Linked DNA regions of Mus musculus: region 1 is linked to region 2. Evidence: chromatin contacts called from public Hi-C data. All regions are on one chromosome and are shown on one strand. Each heading gives the region's core, a stretch centred on a gene start, on an enhancer-like site or on the middle of the called end of the contact. The rest is flanking DNA. Distances are from core to core; before and after follow the strand shown. Region 1 overlaps Dlg2 (discs large MAGUK scaffold protein 2). Region 2 overlaps Dlg2 (discs large MAGUK scaffold protein 2).

The links. Hi-C and Micro-C count contacts between places; a contact is called where the count stands out from the background.
Region 1: a contact with region 2 is called in a Hi-C map of cortical neurons. The contact joins two enhancer-like sites. A contact is called at or near these places in 5 of 39 promoter capture datasets (the C10 cell line, cranial neural crest, frontonasal cranial neural crest and 2 more) and 2 of 484 Hi-C or Micro-C datasets (cortical neurons and nephron progenitors).

What each region holds. Positions count from the first base shown.
Region 1 is chr7:92,381,947-92,385,794 of GRCm38.p6, reverse strand. The region is part of intron 15 of Dlg2 (discs large MAGUK scaffold protein 2); the gene reads right to left. Among named protein-coding and RNA genes, the nearest start is that of Ccdc90b, 180 kb to the left of the region's middle. Within about 2 kb of position 1,499, at least 6 of the 459 cell types and tissues checked have an H3K27ac peak or open chromatin away from gene starts, as enhancers often do. A contact at or near this core is called in cortical neurons, where this site is marked.
Region 2 is chr7:92,113,723-92,117,509 of GRCm38.p6, reverse strand. All of the region lies in intron 12 of Dlg2 (discs large MAGUK scaffold protein 2), which reads right to left. 4930567K12Rik (RIKEN cDNA 4930567K12 gene) reads left to right here. Exons shown (of 7, transcript NR_131016.1): 2 at 1,266-1,365. Among named protein-coding and RNA genes, the nearest start is that of 4930567K12Rik, 3.9 kb to the left of the region's middle. Within about 2 kb of position 1,904, at least 7 of the 459 cell types and tissues checked have an H3K27ac peak or open chromatin away from gene starts, as enhancers often do. A contact at or near this core is called in cortical neurons, where this site is marked.

The sequences.
Region 1 (3,848 bases), core at 250-2,749, 270 kb before region 2:
TAGTCCCAGAAGAGACAGAGATAGGTGGATTCTATTCCTAGGGCAGACTGGCTAGTTTGTTCAGCCTGCTTTGTGAATTCCAGTCCCGTGAGAGACCCGCCTTAAAAGGGGGCATACATAAGAAATGATACCCCTGCCTTTATGGACACATGCAGCCATACACCTATGTACATACACATAAACACAAACTCCTCTTTTTCTCCCACTCAGCCACTCAAGGACATGGGTAAACAAAGCATAAATAGGAAGGTGGTATAATCGAAGACTTTAAAGATTTATTTTTTATTTATGTGTATATGAATGTGTGTGCATGAAATTATACTCCTGTGTATATGGGGGCTTGTAGGAGCTGGAAGAGGGTATTTGGTTCTCCAGAGTTGGAGATACAGGCATGTGTGAGCTGCTTGCTGGAAATGGGTACAGGGGCCTGATCCCTGATCATCTACAAGACAGCAATCTCCCTCTCTCTCTCCCCCACCTTCTCTAGATATTTTCTTCATTTACATTTCAAATATTATCTCCTTTCCTAGTTTTACTTCCAAAATCCCCCATCTTTCACTCCTTCCCCTGTTCTCCAACCCACCCACTCCTGCTTCCTGACCCTGGCATTCACCTATCCTGGGGCATAGTACCTTCACAGGACCAAGGACCTCTCCTCCCATTGATGACCGACTAGGCCATCCTCTGCTAAATATGCAGCTAGAGCCATGAGTCCCACCATTTGTTTTCTTTTGTTGCTGGTTTAGTCCCAGGGAGTTCTGGAGATACTGGTTAGTTTATATTGTTGTTCCTTCTATGGGGTTGCAAACCCCTTCAGCTCCTTGGGTACTTTCTCTAGCTCCTTCATTGAGGACCCTGTGCTCTCCTAACCATTGGGTTACCTCTCTAGTCCTTCAAATGAGTAACTTAAGGAAAGGATCCTGGTGCAGTGGAGAACAATTCTGGAAGGGAAGGAAAGAGAGGAGCCTGGAGTCTATTGAGATGCCGTTGCCAGAAACTAGACAATACCAGTAAAGAATAGGAAAGGATGATTGGGAGAGGAAAAGGAGGGGCTTAATGAACACCAGAAAGCAAATTTGACCTGTTTCCATTTGAAGGTAGAGTTAAGAAAGAGGAATCTATATATTTCCTTGACTTTTCCAAGCCTGTACAGGAAATCACTGTTTTTATTTCCTGCTACGCACCACACTGAATTTTATCTCTATGTGAGATACATCTTGAATTCCTTCTTTCAAACATTTTATATTTAATATGCAAGGCACAGATAACTGTAGAATATTATCACAAGTCCTCAGTGGATGATTGTGGAACAAAAATACTATTTGGTAGGCTGCTGTAACATGAGTTTGTTTAAATTTGGCTAGCTTTAATCCCCCTTTTTTTCTTTCCTGGGAAAGAAAAGAGCAAGTGAGAGAAAAATAGTCCTGAATCTATAGAAACTTAATGGTTTATGAAGTCGAAGCTATTCTTAGCTCTGTAATTAACAGCAGGCTACTTCCTAACCGAGAGCTCTTTTGTGTTTCCAACTGCAACACTGAATATCTGGGTTTCTATAGTTACAGAATAAAGTTTCAGAATACATTTATTTCAGTGGCAGCATAGAATATTTGAGTGAAAAGAACTGAACAAGAATGTTCACATCTAACATCGGTTATTAACTCAATATATTCCGTGTCGAGAAGCTGGTACTGAGAGCACCTCCCTGCATCCACCCAATACCTCAGAGCTGGGAGGATAGAAAGAAAGGCTTAAGACAAACTGCCAAGGGGAAGAAACTCAATGAGAAGAGGCCTGGCTCTGAGTCCCTTAGCTAGTTTCTTTCCCCCCTAGAGGTCAAATAATTCTTATTAACCTCTTTAGATTTTCCTAAAACAGTTGTTAGAGCCTTTAGCTTTATACTGGCTTCTTTACATTAATTCTGATAACTATGGAAACCACTGATTCATCTCACTCTGTCAAAATGATTGCAGTATGTAGAGAATACATAGTTATTTGACTAGAGCATGTAAATAAATTCTGCATAAACTCACAGAACCTATAAGTCCATACAACACAAGGCTCAGGGCAGTCTTCTGACCTGAGAATTATCTGGGCAGAGCAGTTACATCTCCTTACAGACTTCTGAGGCTCCCTTTACTCGTCTGCTTGAGTGACCTTATTTGTCTAGTTCTGGGGGGGGGTCATCATTGAACTTTTTAAAGATTTACAAAGAATATATTGAGACACATATACATGTGCATGCATTTATTTAACAATTACCATGGTTGGTTAATCTTTTTTAAATTGAACATAGATTTTTTTCATATAATATATTCTGATTATGGTTTCCCCTTTCCTTAGTATTCACAGATCCTCCCCACTTCCCCACTCACCAGAACCCACACCGTTTCTCTTATTAGAAAATAAATAAAAACAAACCAGAATAGGACCACACCAACAAACAAACAGAAATCCTTAACACCAGTAGAAGCAAAAAAAGATAATGATAGCTTATTAAGGAGTCATTGCCTGGATTCTCTTGTGAAGGAGATTGGAACATCTTCCTTCTTACTTGGGTGGGAAGTATTGTGAGTGATGGGAATATACATGGTGGCTAAAGTTTTAATATGCAACTACTAATGGTTTTCATTCTTATTTGTAACATCTTGCTTGGTCCTTTGATAACCCAGCAACGTAAGTCCTGTCAACCCCATTTTGTGGTTGTCAAAGCTGAGGTTTGATGAATGGCAGACTAGAAGGTGATGGAACCAGTTTGCTCTTGTTCCCTCTAACAGCTGATGCTGCTGTCTGTCCATATCCTTGCCTTTGGGCAAGAACTCAAAGACTTGTCTTGCCTACTTCACTCATTGGAAATTCTCAACAAACGTGAGGGTTTGGATGAGTGATACAGTGTTGAAAAGCCAATATATAGACACTAGAGGCCTAGACTGAATTTTCTCACAAATGCTATGTCCCACTCCCCCCATATCCATTGTCAAAATATTTTGAATTATATAAGTTATATACAACCAGGCCTAAGCATATAGCCAGTAAGGAAGTAACATAACATGACAGCTGGATTCATATTCAGAATAAATTTGCTATAGACACTGAAAACAGTTTAATTAAATGCTCCTTTGTAAGCATTATATAGCATAGTGTACATAGCATAGCATAACATAGCATTAGCACACATAAAACTGCTCTTTTTTCAGTATATCAGAAACCATAGCAGCTATCCATCACAAAAATTTGGCCCCATCAGTTCTCTGCAATTCTCTCTCCACAGTGGAGATGGCTGCAGGTTGCTTTTTCTTCCTTGTCTTAGCCTTTCTGTATTCTGCAAGTTCTTCCTTGAACACAGTGACTCATTTACTCCTCAAACAGAAGCTAAGGCTGAGACATGGGCTTTAAAAAGTATAGCATTTTTTCCCCTTTGGCACTAAATGCTCAAGATCTGACAACTGGAAAGTAGTCCTCATTTGAGTGTGCCCCAAGTATTGAAAGTTGTGCTTGGCACTTTGCCTATTTTATCTATAACCTATACTTATGATGCTTCATGACTTAACATGGAGTTGGGCACACAGTACATGTAAATCAAGAATGATGCAAATCTTTGTTGAGTGACTGACTGACTGAATTCTCCAGCAGGCTATTAATTCTGGACCTGCTTGTGAAAACTCAGGCTGAACGACTTGAAGTGTCTTGTCAAGGAAGTCATGTTTCCTACTAAAAGCTCATCATCTCACCACCTCTTCTATCAATAGAAGTCTAGGTTGGGGCAGGAGAGATGGCTCAGTGGTTAAGAGCATTAGCTGCCTCTCCTAGAGAACCCCCCAGCACATGGCAACTCACAAATGTCTGTAACT
Region 2 (3,787 bases), core at 655-3,154:
GTTGTTAGTCATTATTAATCTAGAACATGACATCACTTTTCTTTTAAATGTACTGACGTTTTAAAGGATGATATCAGGCCAGATGTTTTTGAACTCTCCCACAACTTGTGTCTACTTATTTGTCTGATCATAACTAAGTCAAAAATTTTAGCACAGCCTAAGCAATGTTGTGTATGGCTTACTGCATTGCAGTGGAGCAGCCACACGTGTTGCTGCCTTAGCATTTGTAATGTCCAGGTTGGTTACTTGTGTAAGGACCAAAACATCTCTTCATTCCAAAGATAACCTTTCTCTTTGTTGGTAGGAAATCTGGAGTAATTTTTTTAAAGTCACAGGATCCTTTCTCTCAACGTCCTCTTTTCTTTCTTTCTTTCTTTCTTTCTTTCTTTCTTTCTTTCTTTCTTTCTTTCTTTCTTTCTTCCTTCCTTCCTTCCTTCCTTCCTTCCTTCCTTCCTTCCTTCCTTTCTTTCTTTCTTTCTTTCTTTCTTTCTTTCTTTCTTTCTTTCTTTCTTTCCTTCTTCTTCTTCTTCTTCTTCTTCTTCTTCTTCTTCTTCTTCTTCTTCTTCTTCTTCTTCTTCTTCTTCTTCTTCTTCTTCTTCTCCTTCTTATTTTTTCCTTTTGGAAACACCTATTGATTATACTTGTCTAAACATTTTATCAAGGTTTGAAAATGGTGAGTTTTGTATTTTTCTATTTCTTGTGAAACCATTGACTGATACTCTCATGCAGAAAACCTTCTTCCTTTCTTTCTTAGTATCATCACAGACTCAAATTTCTTGATACTCCATGTTGTTTTCTAATGTTTCTAATTATCTGCCAACTTTTTCCCTAATCTCAATCTTTCCTTTCTCATACTCTTCTTTTCACAGTTTCAAGTTCTTAGACCCTCGTTAGACACTTGGTATATCCTAGCCCGTCTACTTTTTTCTCCAAATGTGAGTGTTCACATTATACATGAGGCAGATGGTTCTCTTCTATGGTTCTATTTGTAGATTGTATGTAGATATATTTTCTTTTATAAAGAATTAGTTTGGGGTTGGAGAGATGGCTCCATGGTTGAGAGGACTTCCAGAGGTCCTGAATTCAATTCCCAGCAACCTCATGGTGGCTCACAACAATCTATAATGGGATCTGATGCCCTCTTCTGGTGTATCTGAAGACAGCAATAGTGTACTAATACATATAATAAATAAATCCAAAAAAAGAGCTATTATTTTAAAGACTTTATTTTTATTTTATTTTATTATTTTATTTTTCATTTATAGGTATTTTGCATCCATGAGTCACACATACTCAATGACTGCAGAAGCCAAAGAATGAATTAGATTCCCTAGAACTGGAGTTGCAGACATTGTGAGCCACTTTGTGAGTACAGGGAACTGAACCCATGCTCCTTGCCAGAGAAACAAGTGCTCTTTAATGGCTAAGACATTTTCCTGACCCCAGTTTGTGCCTATCTGTATGTATGTGTGTATATATATATACATATATGTGTGTGTGTGTGTGTGTTTGTGTGTGTATCATTTTGATGTGTTTAGGTATGTGTCTGTGTGAGTTTATGTGCACCATATGATTCAAAAACAGGCAGAGATGACGAGAGGGTATAGATTCCCTGGATTTGGAGTTACAGGTAGTTATGAGCCTTCATGTGGGTGCTAGGTAAAGAACCCAGTTCCTTTGCAAGAGCAGCAAATGCTCTTTACTATTGAGTCATCTCTTCAGCTCTATGTGCAAATTTCTTAGGCGTTTATTTCAGGCTTTCTATAATAAGGTGTTTGCCACAGCTCTCGGCTCTTTTCAGATCATAGTGTTCTTTGACATGAGCACTATTAAAGCTGGTCTTATCTAACTCTCCCATAGCATAGGTACACTGACTCAGGCCCAGAGAATGAAATAGTTTGTCAGTATCATTCACCACATTTGTAACACAGTCCAGATGGGAATTCTAGTATTTAGTGCTCTACATAACACACCTCCGTCTCCTAAGGAAACCTTTTTTTGCAGCCACTAGCTTTGCAACATCCCCATCCTGGCTTTACTCCTTGTGGCTCTCTTCCTGGTCCCTGCTCTGCTTCACATTTCCTGCAGTTCCCTGGTGCCTTTATTTGATCTCATGCCAAGGTTAAGTTGTACATTTCCAGCTTTGCTGGCTTGCTGATGGTCAAGTGCTCTTTACGTGGTCAGCAGCCTGGTAAGCTAACAGCATCGCACAAAGCTTTCTCTTCCTTTAGTGGCTTAGTACATTTTTAGCAATGAAGACAATTAATAATATCATTAATAATACAAGAAATTATAGACATCTTTCTTTCCTAGCCTTCAGCTTAACCTATGAGAAATAATTGGACATATAATTCCTCTCTATATACCTCTCTGTCTATACACTGACACATACACACACCCCTTCTGTAGTCCTGTGGTCTTATATGACTTTATATGCAAGCAAATGACTAAACAATCATTAAAAAACTACACGATTACCTCCAGATATAGTTATTTCTTAATATGAGATTATACTCTATACCTTATTCTATGATTTGATTCCTTTATCTACTTGTTATCTTCCTTATAAATATCGGCAACTAGACTGCACTCCTCATGAGAGAAGCTCCTTAAATTGCTTTGTGTTTCTTATATCCCCAGAATGGTACACAAATTATTGTCCCAAGAAATTATTATTGAGGGTCAGTAGACTTATTTGAGGCTACTCAGTGTCTTCCCTGACTATGAGAAGTCTGAAGACCCACTGACTCTTACTTCCTTTGAAGAAGCGTTATAAACTATGTTGCCAGTGACTTTGTGGCCAGTTCCATAGCTAACAGTGTAAAAACAACAAGCCAGAGAAGAAAGTGAGATGAGGAGTATTTACAGGAGAGATATCTAGGAATCCATAGAGAAGGGAACTGACTTTCCCCAGGGTTGGCCAAATTTCCTGTCAGAGCTGCCATATTGAAAATGTCACCCTTTGGGAAGTATTAGGCAAACAACCCAATAAACAGTCTTAACTTGAAGAATCAGTGATTTTCTAAAAGATTTCTGAGCACTGGGAGACTTAAAGGAAGCTATAGAAACATTTCAAAACCCTGGAAAAGGCAAAAAGAAATTCAGAAGAGGAGCAAGGACTGCCCTCAGGAAGCCTTCTTGGAAAGCTGTATCCTCTATCTCTTTCTCTGCTCTCTCAAGTGTTTATCAGGAGTTCATAAAGCAGCTTTGGCTGTGCTCAGTGTTTCAGAAGTCCCAAGTGGGTATTGTAAGCCTCAGAAAAATTTTCCATTTACATAGGCAGGGAAGGCTTCTTTTCCCCTCCAGTCATTTAAATCTTTTCTAATTACTAATCAATTCCCTCCTTTCCAGCCCTTGCAATTTAGCAAACAGAAGGCAGCTCCCTATAGAACACTGCTCCCCAGCTAAGTCTGAGTTTCCATGGCTAGTTGCTGGAGCTCTGGAGGTGAATAGAGCTGTGAGGCCATACTCCTTTAATTACAAAACAGCATCAGGAAACCACATTCATTTCCAAGGTTCAGTTTGTAGAACAAAGTAAAACTCCAGTAAATAATGAGTGAGGAGGATGGAGTAGGAAAGAGAATAGGAAAGGAGTGAGGTGATGTGGAGGAAGGGCATCTAGACTCCAGACAGATGCTTATTTATTTATTTATTTATTTTGGTTTGTTTGGTTATTTGGGTTTCTTTGATTTTTGGGTTTTGTTTTGTTTTTGCTTTTTTTTTCTTCCAAGATGTGCTTCTTTGTGTAGCCCTGGCTGTCCTGGAACTAGCTCTGTAGACCAGGCTG